Regions from separate parts of the Mus musculus genome. Here regions 1 and 2 are each linked to region 3. A link is a contact called in public HiChIP or PLAC-seq data. All regions are on one chromosome and are shown on one strand. Each heading gives the region's core, a stretch centred on a gene start, on an enhancer-like site or on the middle of the called end of the contact. The rest is flanking DNA. Distances are from core to core; before and after follow the strand shown. Region 1 overlaps Clasp1 (CLIP associating protein 1). Region 2 overlaps Clasp1 (CLIP associating protein 1). Region 3 holds the start of Nifk (nucleolar protein interacting with the FHA domain of MKI67).

Region 1 (3,871 bases), core at 151-2,650, 200 kb after region 3:
AGATTTGCTTTGAGGCTTAGTACAGATTTAGTATTTGTAAAATTTGATGTTAAAATGAAAAAAAATATGGTTTTGGATATACACATGTGTACAAGAGGAGTCTGTGAAGTCACATTGTGAAATGTTGAGAGAGTTGGGTGTAGTTACACAGACTGAGTTGGGCGCAGCATCACAGGGCACAGGCAGAACTCTGGTTGTACATGAGGCTGTTGCTAACGGGGTGTCACGCAGGTCATGGTTATGTATCCTGCATATGCTTGTTATTGAACACACTGTGTATTCAAAGTTTTGATTGCTGCCTCTGTCAATTTATCTGAGGTTATCAGGCTTTCTAGAAGAGTCTTTTAAAAATTGTGGCTTTCCCCGTTTTTTCCTTATGTTCTTAGCTCTTCCCAGTCTATATTTCAGCTGTGTTGTTGGGGGTAGATGTTTGTACTGGCTGTCTCTGTGGTCACTTACTCTTCTACCACTCCTTGTGCTTTTCCTTGTTTTGCTTGACTTTTTTGCTGTTTGATTCTTATAAACAGTGCATGGTTTATTTCGTTTATGTGTATCTGTTTAGGGTCTAGGCTGTAACTCAGTAGCACAACACTCAGCTAGCATGACGAGACTTAATCTCCAGTAAATGAAGTAAAGTGTAAAACTTCTGACTTTTAGTAGATGGGTGATATCCAGCCACATTCCTTATAGCTACTGATCTTTAAGCTTATGTGTACCACCTACTCTATGATTTTTCTTAAACCATTTCTAGTTCTTTCATCCCCGTGTCTTCCATTTGTTAGATCAAACCCATTTTCCCTCAGTTAATGTCCCTCAGTTTGTTATGTTTCTGTTTCTCCTGTGATTTACTTAATTTTTAGGGCATCAGTTCTTAGGGCTTGGGTGTGCGCTTCTGGGAGAGCTTGCTTGGAATAGGTACCCCTGCCATGTTGTTCTCTATTAGAAACTGCACCTCTACTTCCAGAGGTGTCTCGTGGGTCTTCTAAGCAGAGGTGTTAGTTCCTAATAGCAGTCCTATGTGCCCACATGTGAAGAACAGCATTGCCAACTCAAATGCTATTTTTATATAAAAAATTCTTAATGTTTCATGCAAATTCATGTGTGAAAACTTATTCCTTTAGTCACTGTGAAGTGTCACCTGATTCTCAGCGTCTCTCACCGTCATTTTGCTTCACTTTTAGCTGGCAGCCGGTCAAGTTCCCCTGGGAAGCTTTTGGGAAGTGGACTTGCTGGGGGTTCCTCCAGAGGCCCACCGGTAACACCATCCTCAGAAAAACGGAGCAAGATCCCCAGGAGTCAGGGATGTAGCCGAGAAACAAGTCCTAACCGGATTGGATTAGGTAAGGATCTCCCAGACTTGAAACTCCACTCCCAGCATGGCTGTCATCTCGGTTATGATGCAATCACTGTCTGACACGGAAAGCAGGGCTCTGCTCTTGAGCTCAGGAAGTTACTTCAGCTGTGCTTAAAACTAGGCTCTTTGTGCGCTTATACAGATTACACTGAGATTTCATCAGAGTCAAAAACTGTGGAACTTAATGCTTCCAACGACTGCGGTGGGACTTTATCACTAGCAAAGCACTAGCATTGGAAAACTAAGAATTCCTTTTCTTATTAGACCCCTTCACTCTTCATTTTCCTTCTATTGAATTCATTCTAGTCATTAACATATATTAACTTTCAAAAGTATTTCAGGGTCCCTCTTTTTATTTTGATCTCTTACACTCAAATAATTTGACATAATTTTGTTAAAACTTGAAAACTAGAGATTGCTGGACACCAATCTAAATCCGCACTTTACTGTTGTGTTGGCTTTCTTTATAATAGGGGTAGATACAAGTGATTCTCAGTACCTTACAGACACTCCAGCGCGTATGTCCCCTCTCAATGTAAAAGTCTTTCCGACTATAACACCACAAACCACTATTTATCCGTGTATGTACTTGCATTATATATCTGTCAGCTTCCTTAAGTACACACACTTATTACTTTAGAATAAGAGGACTATATCTTTAACTTTTCTTGTTGGCTTAGTTTTTTACTCATTGATTTTTCTCAGCCTTTTTTTACTAGACTGTTCACTGTGTACCAGGTCCTTTTTTAGACCCAAGAATTAGAAGATTTTTTAATCTTAGCTTCTCAAGTCCAAAGCCTTCTAGTCTATTGGGAAAGGGTGGGGATGTGAAACTGCACGGTATACCATGGCAGGAGCTCAGCACATCAGAAAGGAGGCTCGTTTCCCCATGTCTGCTTGATCCTCCTAGATCTCCTCATAACACAGCTGTCCCAGAATACGTCCTGCTTTGAGGTCAAGGAAGAGATGCTCTGTCAAAGAGAAAAGTAGTGCCAGAAGCAGCTGGGCAAGGACTCGTGAGCCATGTGGGATGAATGGAGACCGAGGGCAGCCGGACTGGGTGGGCTCCGACCGGGGCAGAAGGCAAGGAGTGGGAACATTTAATTTGAACTCCGTTTCCAGGAGGAAATGTCTGAATTGCCGAATCTGATAACACAACCCATCTTCTGCTTTTGCCTCCAGTTTTGTTAGGAAGACATTTTAAGTCTAGGTGTGACTCCTCCACTGTCTTTTCCACTGTTGACTTCTGCAGTTTATGTGCGTTCTCTGATTGCAATGTATTCTACTGTTATATCTAAACACGGTCTGTCCTGCTTAGGGCACTTAGAGGTTTACCAAAGGTGCTACTTATATCAGTTCCTCTTCTTGTCGCTGTGATAAAACACCTCACTATGGCAGCTTAGGGGAGGAGAGGCTTGTTTTGAATCTCGGTGTAGGGTACAGTCCCTCATGTCAGGGAGGCATGAGACAGGAGTGTGAGGCAACTGCTCACACTATACATGCTGTCAAAAATGGAAGAGATGGACACTGGCATTCAGTTCACTCTTTTGTTTATTTAGTCCAAGACCCCATTCTACAGCATGGGTCTTCCTACTCGAGTTTACCCTGTCAGGAAACTCCCTTACAGACATGTCTCTTTGGTGACATGTCCTGTCCAGCTGACAATCTGCTAACTACCAGACAACCTTTCATGTTCTTCTTGAAATTAGGAAATGATACAATTTCAGTAATCTAGTACTACTAACTCCAGGGCCTGCTCTTCCGTGGTCTTTATCTGACAGTCTATTGTGTATAGTAGAAAAAGGAGCATTTTCTAAGCTTTGAAAGCCAGTGTCTTGAAACATCAGTAAAGGAATTTGTTTCCTTTCAAAGAGCTCTTACTTGAAGTTGATATTTTTTGTCTTTTCTATTTTTTGGAGACGGAGTCTTATGTAGCCCAGGCTAGCCTAGAACTCAAGAGCTCTGCCTGCTCTCATCCCCTAGGTGCTGGGGTATACTACCATGTCTGTTTCCAGTATTGTTTTGAAGGAACTTATTCCCTTGGTGCTTATGGATGCAATGAGTAATGTTAGAGTTTTAAGACCATACATAAAGTTCTGACTGAAGATGTTTTATTTCTGCTCATTATAAGGACACACATATATGGGGTTGGGGATTTAGCTCAGTAGTAGAGCGCTTACCTAGCAAGCTCAAGGCCCTAGGTTCGGTCCTCAGCTCTGGAAAAAAAAAAAAAAAAGAACACACATATATGAACAAAATGTACTTTTATACTTATCCATTTATAAGGCTGTAGGTGTTTAGCATGGCATTGAGTTTATACCAGAGTTTATATATATTTGTGTATCTAATCATTTGCTTTACTCTTTAGCATTATAAGTACAAATATTCAAAAGAGGGTAGCATGTTTTAAGAATGTTTCCTATAACCCCCAAACCACTTAACTCAGCAGTTTTTGTTGTTGTTGTTGTTTGTTTGTTTGTTTTTGGGTTTTCTGAGACAGGGTTTCTCTGTGTAGTT
Region 2 (3,552 bases), core at 665-3,164, 250 kb after region 3:
TGTTTTGGTTTTTTTTTTTTTTTTTTTTTTTTTCCCCCAAACTGTCCTTAGTTGATTGTCCCTCCATGCTTTGCTGTCATTCCTGTCTACCCATCCTGGGCTTTTTTTTAATGGCTCAGGAAAGGTGTGGGTGTTTTTTTCTCATGACACTCTGTTGAGCACCCTTTTCATACATCTAAAGACCACTTGTTTACAAACTGCAGGACACCACAAGGCTGTTCTCCTTTTTAAAAAGCATTTCTGCTTCATGGTGTATTATTATTAGTGTCTCAGAGGATAGCAGGTGGCATCACTTTTCCATAGAGGACAAGTATTATTTCTAGAAGTGTTTTTGGATGTTCATTCAGGAAGGTGGCTCATCTCTTTAAGATCTGCCTTAAAAGAATCTGGTGTTCCCAGCAAGCTCCTGGGTTAGACCACACGGGACTTGGAGCCCCAGGTGCTGGGTGAGGATAGGTCTGATTTTGAATCCCAAGCTGGTGTTTTTTGACATAGGGCCTTGATTGTTTCTCTGGATTGGATTCTGGTGTGCCTGCCCGGCTCTTGTGAAGTGGTTTGTTTTGCTCCTCAGAAGTGTCTAATTCTAGCTTATTTCCATGTGCCTGCTCCTCTAGAGTTTGTACATTTGAGACCAGTAACAACTAAAGTAGCTTTTTTTTCATCTTCAAGATAAGAAAGTTCCTTCCACCATCATCCCTGTGCACATCCAGTCACCTCGTCACTCCTGCGTTCTCTCACCCTCGTGCTTTTGTTCTCTCTGGTCCCCGGGGGCTGGTGTACTGTCTGGGGCTGGCTGTGACATGGAAGATGGCCAGTGGCAGTGCCCTGACAAGAGCTCTGTCCCCTTTTGTTCCAGTTAACCGAAACCCAAGTATAATGAGTCCTACTTTAAACTATAAATCAGCTAGGCCTGTGTCCTGGTTTTATGCACATACCTCAGTTTTCCAAAAAATACATTTTTTTTTTTTAAATTATAGCATGCTGGACTATGATACAGAGAACCTGAACTCTGAAGAAATCTACAGCTCTTTGCGTGGAGTTACAGAAGCCATTGAAAAGTTCAGCTTCCGAAGCCAGGAGGATCTAAATGAGCCAATCAAACGAGATGGCAAGAAGGATTGTGATATCGTGAGTATCCCGGGCCAGGGGATGGCTAGCTAGCAGTTAAGTGGCAGCAACTAGAGACTTTCCCCCACTCAACTCCCTGGAGACAGTGTGTTCTGTTCTGGTGTTAAAATAATAGTAATTTTTAAAGTCTAAGGCAGTTTTAGAACATTTCAGAAGAGTGGTTCTCAGCTTCTGTCCCTTTGTCTTGGGCATGATTTCATTCTGTAATGCCCCTGAAGTACTTGCCACTCAAGCATGACGGCCTGACTCCTCTCCCCAAAACCACATAAAAAGAAAGTTTGGTGCAAGTTGGTTGTGGTGAATGAAGTCCCAGCACTCTAGAGGAAGAGTCAGGTTGATGTCTGTGACTTAGAGGCCGGCCTAGTCTCCAGAGTGGGTTCCAGGATGGCTGGAACTACACAGAGAAACCCTGCCTGGAAAAACAAAAACAAACTAACTAAAAAGCTTGGCATGCTGGGATGCCTGAAGGCCAACTCCAGGAGCCACAGGTCCTTGAGCAGTGGATCACCAGAGGCCATCCTGCTTCTCATATAGTTACCTTACGATTCATAGCTGTAGCAAAGTTAGTTAGGAAGTAGCAACAAAAATAATTTTAAGGTTGGAGGTCTCCACAATATGAGGAATGTTTTAAAGGGTTGCAGCACTAGGAAGGTTGAGAACCACTGCACTAGACAGAAAGAAATTAGCAGTGGGTCCAGCAATCTCCTGGGCTCCTGAGTCAGGCTGCTGTGATCTGGTCTGAGAAGGAGAAGGAAGTGAGCAAGCAGGCAGCAGTCTGTTCATAACATCATGGACTTAGCTGTGGATGGGTGTGGATGTCAGGGCCCATGATCAACTGAGCAAACTGATCAGTGGTGTTGGGAGCTTAGGTCAGTGGCTGAGACCAGAGTAGAGACTTGAGAGGCATTGGAATGATGGGAGGGGAGCCAGGGTCATACTTCATATGTTTAACAAGGACAGGAGTGCCTTGATGAGAACTGAAAGGAGTAACTTGACAGGAGAGAGTAAAGAAAATGAGGCATGAGAAACCTCATGCTTCCAAGGGCCCCATGACAGAGGGGAAGGGACAGGTGTTAGGGATACAGGGACAGAGAGGGGGTTAGAGTGAGACACTAACATACCATACAGCCTTCAGTTCCCAGTACCCAAATGAAGCAACTGCCTATAACCCGAGTTCCAGGGGAGCTGATGTCTTTCTTTTGTCTCCCAAGGTCTCCTTTACATACTTGGTGCACATAAACTCACATAGGTGCACACCAACTCACACATACAGAAATTTTAAAAACACAATGTAGTCATCCCTCATTACCTGCAACTCTGCAGTGCCTGAGTCCCCTGTATCCTCAAGTGTACTTAGGCTGTCACTAGATGGCATAACACCTACTAAAACGTTATAACAGAAATGCTATGTGGTTGTTACACTGCCATTTAGTAAGCAGTGATAAGAGTAGTTGGCTCATCAAGAAAAAGACAGTGACCTAACGCGAGCTAAGTTTGACCCCTGGAACTCACTTGCTGGAGGGAAAGAACCAACTCTCACAAGTTGTTCTCTGACCTCCACATGTGTGAATGAATAACCCCCAACCCCCATTAAAAAAATAAAAGTTTAAGAACATAGTCCATACACATTTAGTTTGGATACCAGTCTTTTTTTTTTTAATTAGGTATTTTCTTCATTTACATTTCCAATGCTATCCCAAAAGTCCCCCATACCCTCCCCCCACTCCCCTACCCACCCACTCCCACTTTTTGGCCCTGGCGTTCCCCTGTACTGGGGCATATAAAGTTTGCAAGTCCAATGGGCCTCTCTTTCCAGTGATGGCCAACTAGGCCATCTTTTGATACACATGCAGCTAGAGTCAAGAGCTCCGGGGTACTGGTTAGTTCATAATGTTGTTCCACCTATAGGGTTGCAGATCCCTTCAGCTCCTTGGGTATTTTCTCTAGCTCCTCCATTGGGGGCCCTGTGATCCATCCAATAGCTGACTGTGAGCATCCACTTATGTGTTTGCTAGGCCCCGGCATAGTCTCACAAGAGACAACTATATCAGGGTCCTTTCAGCAAAATCTTGCTAGTGAGTGTATGCAATGGTGTCAGCATTTGGAGGCTGATTATGTGATGGATCCCTGGATATGGCAATCTCTAGATGGCCCACCCTTTTGTCTCAGCTCCAAACTTTGTCTCTGTAACTCCTTCCATGGGTGTTTTGTTCCCAATTCTAAGAAGGGGCAAAGTGTCCACACTTTGGTCTTCGTTCTTCTTGAGTTTCATGTGTTTTGCAAATTGTAACTTATATCTTGGCTATTCTAAGTTTCTGGGCTAATATCCACTTATCAGTGAGTACATATCATTTGAGTTCTTTTGTGATTGGGTTACCTCACTCAGGATAATGCCCTCCAAGTCCAACCATTTGCCTAGGAATT
Region 3 (3,975 bases), core at 748-3,247:
GGTGGCTGACGTAGGAGAGCTCAGTCCACCGTGGATGCCAACATCCTTTGACAGATGGCCTGAGTTATATAAGAAAAGTGGTTGAGTGTGAGCCTGGGAACAAGCCAATAAGCAGTGGTCCTGCATGGTTTCTACTTCAGTTCTTGCCTTGGTTTCTCTCGATGATGGATTTTAACCTATAAGGAACAAAATCTTGCTTCTCCCCCAGGTTGGTTTTGGTTTGTCTTATCATAGCAACAGAAAGAAAACTAGGACATCCCCAGAGGACAGCCTGCTGGAGTTGGTCCTCACCTTCTACCATTTGGGTTCTATGGTCCAGTTCAGGCCTTCAGCCTAACCTCCATAGCCTTTACCCTCAGACCCATCTTGCCATTGATTGCCTTCCTCCTTTTGTAGGGACAGGGAGGGTCTCATGTATCGCTGGCTGCCTAGATGTTGGTTTACTCAGAGTTGGAAGTAGAAGCCAGAGCTTCATAAAAGGCAGGTAAGCTCTGTGCTGAGCCTGCACCTCCAGCCCCTCTTCCAGTGTTCCTTATGTCATAACATTCCCCAAAGGGGCTTAAGGAAGCCCCATCTCCCCAGAAGTTGCTCTCTTAGATAAAGGGCTTCTTTTTTTATCCACTGAGTCTCAAAAATATTTTGCTTAAAATAATCTTCAGACCGGGTCAGTAAGGTGGCTCAACAAGTAAAGGCACTTGCCACTAAGCCTGAGTCCCCAAAACCCATACCGTGGAAGGAAAGAACTACAGCAAGTAGTCCTTTGACCTAGACACATGCGATGCAGCACAAGGGTGCACACACCCATACTCACTGACAGGCATACACTACACACAAAATCAATCAACCTGTCAATCAATTAATCTATAAGTAAATAAACAAATGGAGAAAAGACAACTGTTTCAACATAAGAAACTCTTACAAGCTTCTCCTTTTGTTTTCTCAAAATTCCTATTGTGTTACCTAAAGAAACTTACTAGGGAACTCAAGAGATGGCTCTGTGGTCAAGAGCTCACAGTCCTTAATTCCAGTTCCAGTGTTCTGATGCCCTCTTCTGGCCACTGCAGGCACTGCACATATAGGGTACATATACAGGCAAAACACTCATCGCATAAAAATAAAATAAATGGGGACTAGACAAATAGCTCACAGTTAAAAGTATTTTCTGCTCTTCCAGAGGACTTGAGTTCAGTTCCCAGTACATTGGACATCTCTCAACAGCCTGAACTCCAAGTTCAGGAGATCCGACACCATTATTCTCTATGGTCATCTGAATTCCTGAACACATACCCACTCACAGACACAGGTGTATAATATCAAAAATATAAATAGGTGTTGGATTATGCTGTGGAGACTTCCATGATGAGGACTGGTGGAATTTCAAGTCCTGAACTTGAGAGACCTCGGGGACTGGTGGAATTTTTTTCTTGTAGGGCAGGGTCTGGCCACTCTCCCACTTTTGGATGGTTAGAAAACCATTAGGGACGTTGGAAAACATGCGGGGGTGGGGGGACTGGGGAGGTTGGCCACTGGATCTCCTCAGGCAGGGGCCTGGCCACTTTCCTGCTTGAGCGTTTACAAAGTTTACAAAAGGAGCCCACAGAGGGGAAGGCTTTTCCTGTTGCACGTTGGCATGAACAGGCAACGGGCATGGCTAATGTTTGAGACTTTAAATTTGTTTTTGAGTCCATGGAGCCCAGGCTGTCTTCGAACTATGTTTATGAGAATGGCGCTGAACTCCTGATCCTCCTGCCTCTACCTCCCAAGTGTTGGGATTACAGATGGGGGCAGGGGGCGTGGCTCCAGTCACATTTTATGAGGCACTGGGTTTCAAACCTAGGACTGAGAACAAGCGCTTCACCAACGGAGCCTTAATCCGATTTTAAATGTTTTTAGTTTGTGGCCAGTAGGTGGCGCTCGAGCTGCCTCAATTCTAGACACCGGGGCCTGCTCTTTTGCTACACTTCCGCCTCTACTTCCGCTTCCGAGACGCGAAGGAAACGTCACTTCCGAAGGCTCCGCGTGGATTGACTTGTTCGGGTTCTCCAGCATGGCTGGGTTAGCAGGCCCCGCGAAGCCGAGTCTGGCATTGAACCCGCAGGAAGACTCGCAGTTTGAGAAGGCTCTGACGCAGATCCAAGGGCGCACGAAGAAGGTGAGCGGCGCGGGGCGGCCGGGCTGGCTCGGGAGCCAACCTCTCACGGGCTGGGAGACGATGGTTCCAATCAGGGGACCGAGGCAGGTCAGGAATCGGTGTGAGGTGAAGGAGGAGGGGTACCACGTGTGGGAGCATGGCACCCCCAGATCTCAGAATGTGTTAAAGCTGCCACGCTTCCGCTTTGACCTGCAAAATGAGGGTTCATGGTCTACCGCAGCATTCGGAAGGTGTGTTATGTCCCCTTAGTTTGTAGTGCTTAGAAGACGGAGTAGACGTCCCGAAGCCCACGTCCTGGGAGGATCGAGAGTCAGAATACAGCTCAGGGTCAGAATTCAGAATAGGGCTTCAACCTGTCAACCTGTCGAGTTCAGTTTGTATGCAATGTCCCTAACGGAAGTTTATAGTCCCTTTGGTTTGCACCATGGAGTGCATTGGAGAGAACGACAGCTTTTCTTTTTTTATTGTTGTTGTCCTGGGGGTCTTTTGGGAGGGTCGCTTTTGTTACAGTGTCAGTATAGGGTTTATTGTAGCCCAAGCTCACCTCACATTTGCTGTGCAGTCGAGGTCTTGAACCCCCTATATCCACTTCATGAATACACTATAGGTCACCCGGTACCCTACCTGACAGGAAACAAGTTCTTGTTCTCTGGGGTCATAGTATGGTGATAGAGAAGGAGAGTCTGCACCATGAAGGTTAACAACCGGAAACAGTTAAGATTCGGTGTAATAAACTGCCAACTGCATTCGGAGTTGAAGGTCTTGGTTTCACAGTGTTACTCTGAACATGACAGACTGTTACTTGCTTGTCCATTTAGCTCTTGAACACATGTTGTGCTGACTGTTTTGTAGGGACAGGTGGGTGTGGACATATGTGTGCCTTGGTGTGCATCATGGTGCGTGCGTGTGTGGGAGTCTGTCTCTTGCAGAGTCTGTGGCTCTGTGTGATTGAACTCAGGCCTCAGCCTTGCTCAGCAAGTGCTTAAGGGAAGAGAGATACCAAACACGGAGTTTTTCAGTTTCTGCCCTGATAGAGTTATGAGTTTGTTCCTGGACCAAGGGGAAAGAATGGTGTTGAAAATTTGTTGCAGGCCAGGCAAGGTGACTTTTACCTTCAATCCTAGTGTTGGAGAGGCAGAGGCAGGCAGATCTCCACCTAGCCTCTGAAAGGACTTTAGGAAGCTGGGTGGCGGGGACACACACCTTTAATCTTAGCACTCAGGAAGCAGGGGCAGGTGGATCTGTGTGAGTTTGAGCCTAGCCTGGTCTACAAAGCTAGCTCCAGGACAGCTGGGGCTACCCAAAGAAACTCTGTCTCAAAAAAAAGAAAAAGACATTAGAATTAATTTACTCTGAGGTTATGGAATGGTAACATACTTTCGTTGAAAAATAAAGACCTTTGCAGGGCATGGTGATATAGGACTTTAATCTTAGCATTCAGCAGTTAGAGGCCAGCCAGGTCTACGTAGTGAGTTTTGGGCCAGCCAAGGCTCCATAGTGAGATCCGGCTCAGAAAAATGTGTATACGCACAAACGTTTTGGTGTAGTATGAGTTTGTATTTTTAAAATGTTTATCTGTTTTAGCCTCAGCAAAAGAAGAAAGAAAAACTTAACCGTGGAGTAGTTTATCTGGGCCACCTACCTTCAACACTTTCTGAAAGCCACATCTATAACTACTGTGCCCAGTTTGGCGACATTAGCAGATTCAGATTGTCTAGAAGTAAGCGGGTAAGATTCTGTTCCTGAATTCAACTATGTATATTTTGCTTGTCAATTGTATGTCATCCTTTGTATTCATAGGCACAGCGTTGTTACCTACAAAG

Evidence for each region. HiChIP or PLAC-seq counts read pairs in DNA pulled down with a chosen protein or histone mark.
Region 1: a contact with region 3 is called in an H3K4me3 HiChIP or PLAC-seq map of bone marrow-derived macrophages, with 4 times the contacts expected there. The contact joins the enhancer-like site here to the promoter of Nifk in region 3. A contact is called at or near these places in 10 of 39 promoter capture datasets (the C10 cell line, the HPC-7 cell line, cranial neural crest and 7 more), 1 of 15 datasets of contacts at CTCF or cohesin (embryonic stem cells), 1 of 484 Hi-C or Micro-C datasets (bone marrow-derived macrophages), 19 of 115 datasets of contacts at active chromatin or transcription factors (the 230-238 cell line, bone marrow-derived macrophages, double positive thymocytes and 9 more) and 4 of 9 other capture datasets (adipose tissue, embryonic stem cells, liver and 1 more).
Region 2: a contact with region 3 is called in an H3K4me3 HiChIP or PLAC-seq map of the 230-238 cell line, with 5 times the contacts expected there. The contact joins the enhancer-like site here to the promoter of Nifk in region 3. A contact is called at or near these places in 5 of 39 promoter capture datasets (the C10 cell line, cranial neural crest, hippocampal neurons and 1 more), 1 of 484 Hi-C or Micro-C datasets (bone marrow-derived DN3 thymocytes), 8 of 115 datasets of contacts at active chromatin or transcription factors (the 230-238 cell line, the SCID.adh cell line, bone marrow-derived macrophages and 3 more) and 4 of 9 other capture datasets (adipose tissue, embryonic stem cells, liver and 1 more).

What each region holds. Positions count from the first base shown.
Region 1 is chr1:118,524,116-118,527,986 of GRCm38.p6, forward strand. Clasp1 (CLIP associating protein 1) reads left to right here. Exons shown (of 43, transcript NM_001359328.1): 23 at 1,182-1,340. Among named protein-coding and RNA genes, the nearest start is that of 2900060B14Rik, 67 kb to the left of the region's middle. Within about 2 kb of position 1,401, at least 26 of the 459 cell types and tissues checked have an H3K27ac peak or open chromatin away from gene starts, as enhancers often do. A contact at or near this core is called in bone marrow-derived macrophages, where this site is marked.
Region 2 is chr1:118,569,872-118,573,423 of GRCm38.p6, forward strand. Clasp1 (CLIP associating protein 1) reads left to right here. Exons shown (of 43, transcript NM_001359328.1): 37 at 978-1,128. Among named protein-coding and RNA genes, the nearest start is that of Tfcp2l1, 56 kb to the right of the region's middle. Within about 2 kb of position 1,915, at least 6 of the 459 cell types and tissues checked have an H3K27ac peak or open chromatin away from gene starts, as enhancers often do. A contact at or near this core is called in the 230-238 cell line, where this site is marked.
Region 3 is chr1:118,319,846-118,323,820 of GRCm38.p6, forward strand. It overlaps Nifk (nucleolar protein interacting with the FHA domain of MKI67), which reads left to right and starts at 1,998. Exons shown (of 7, transcript NM_026472.4): 1 at 1,998-2,152; 2 at 3,737-3,880. The coding sequence starts at 2,048.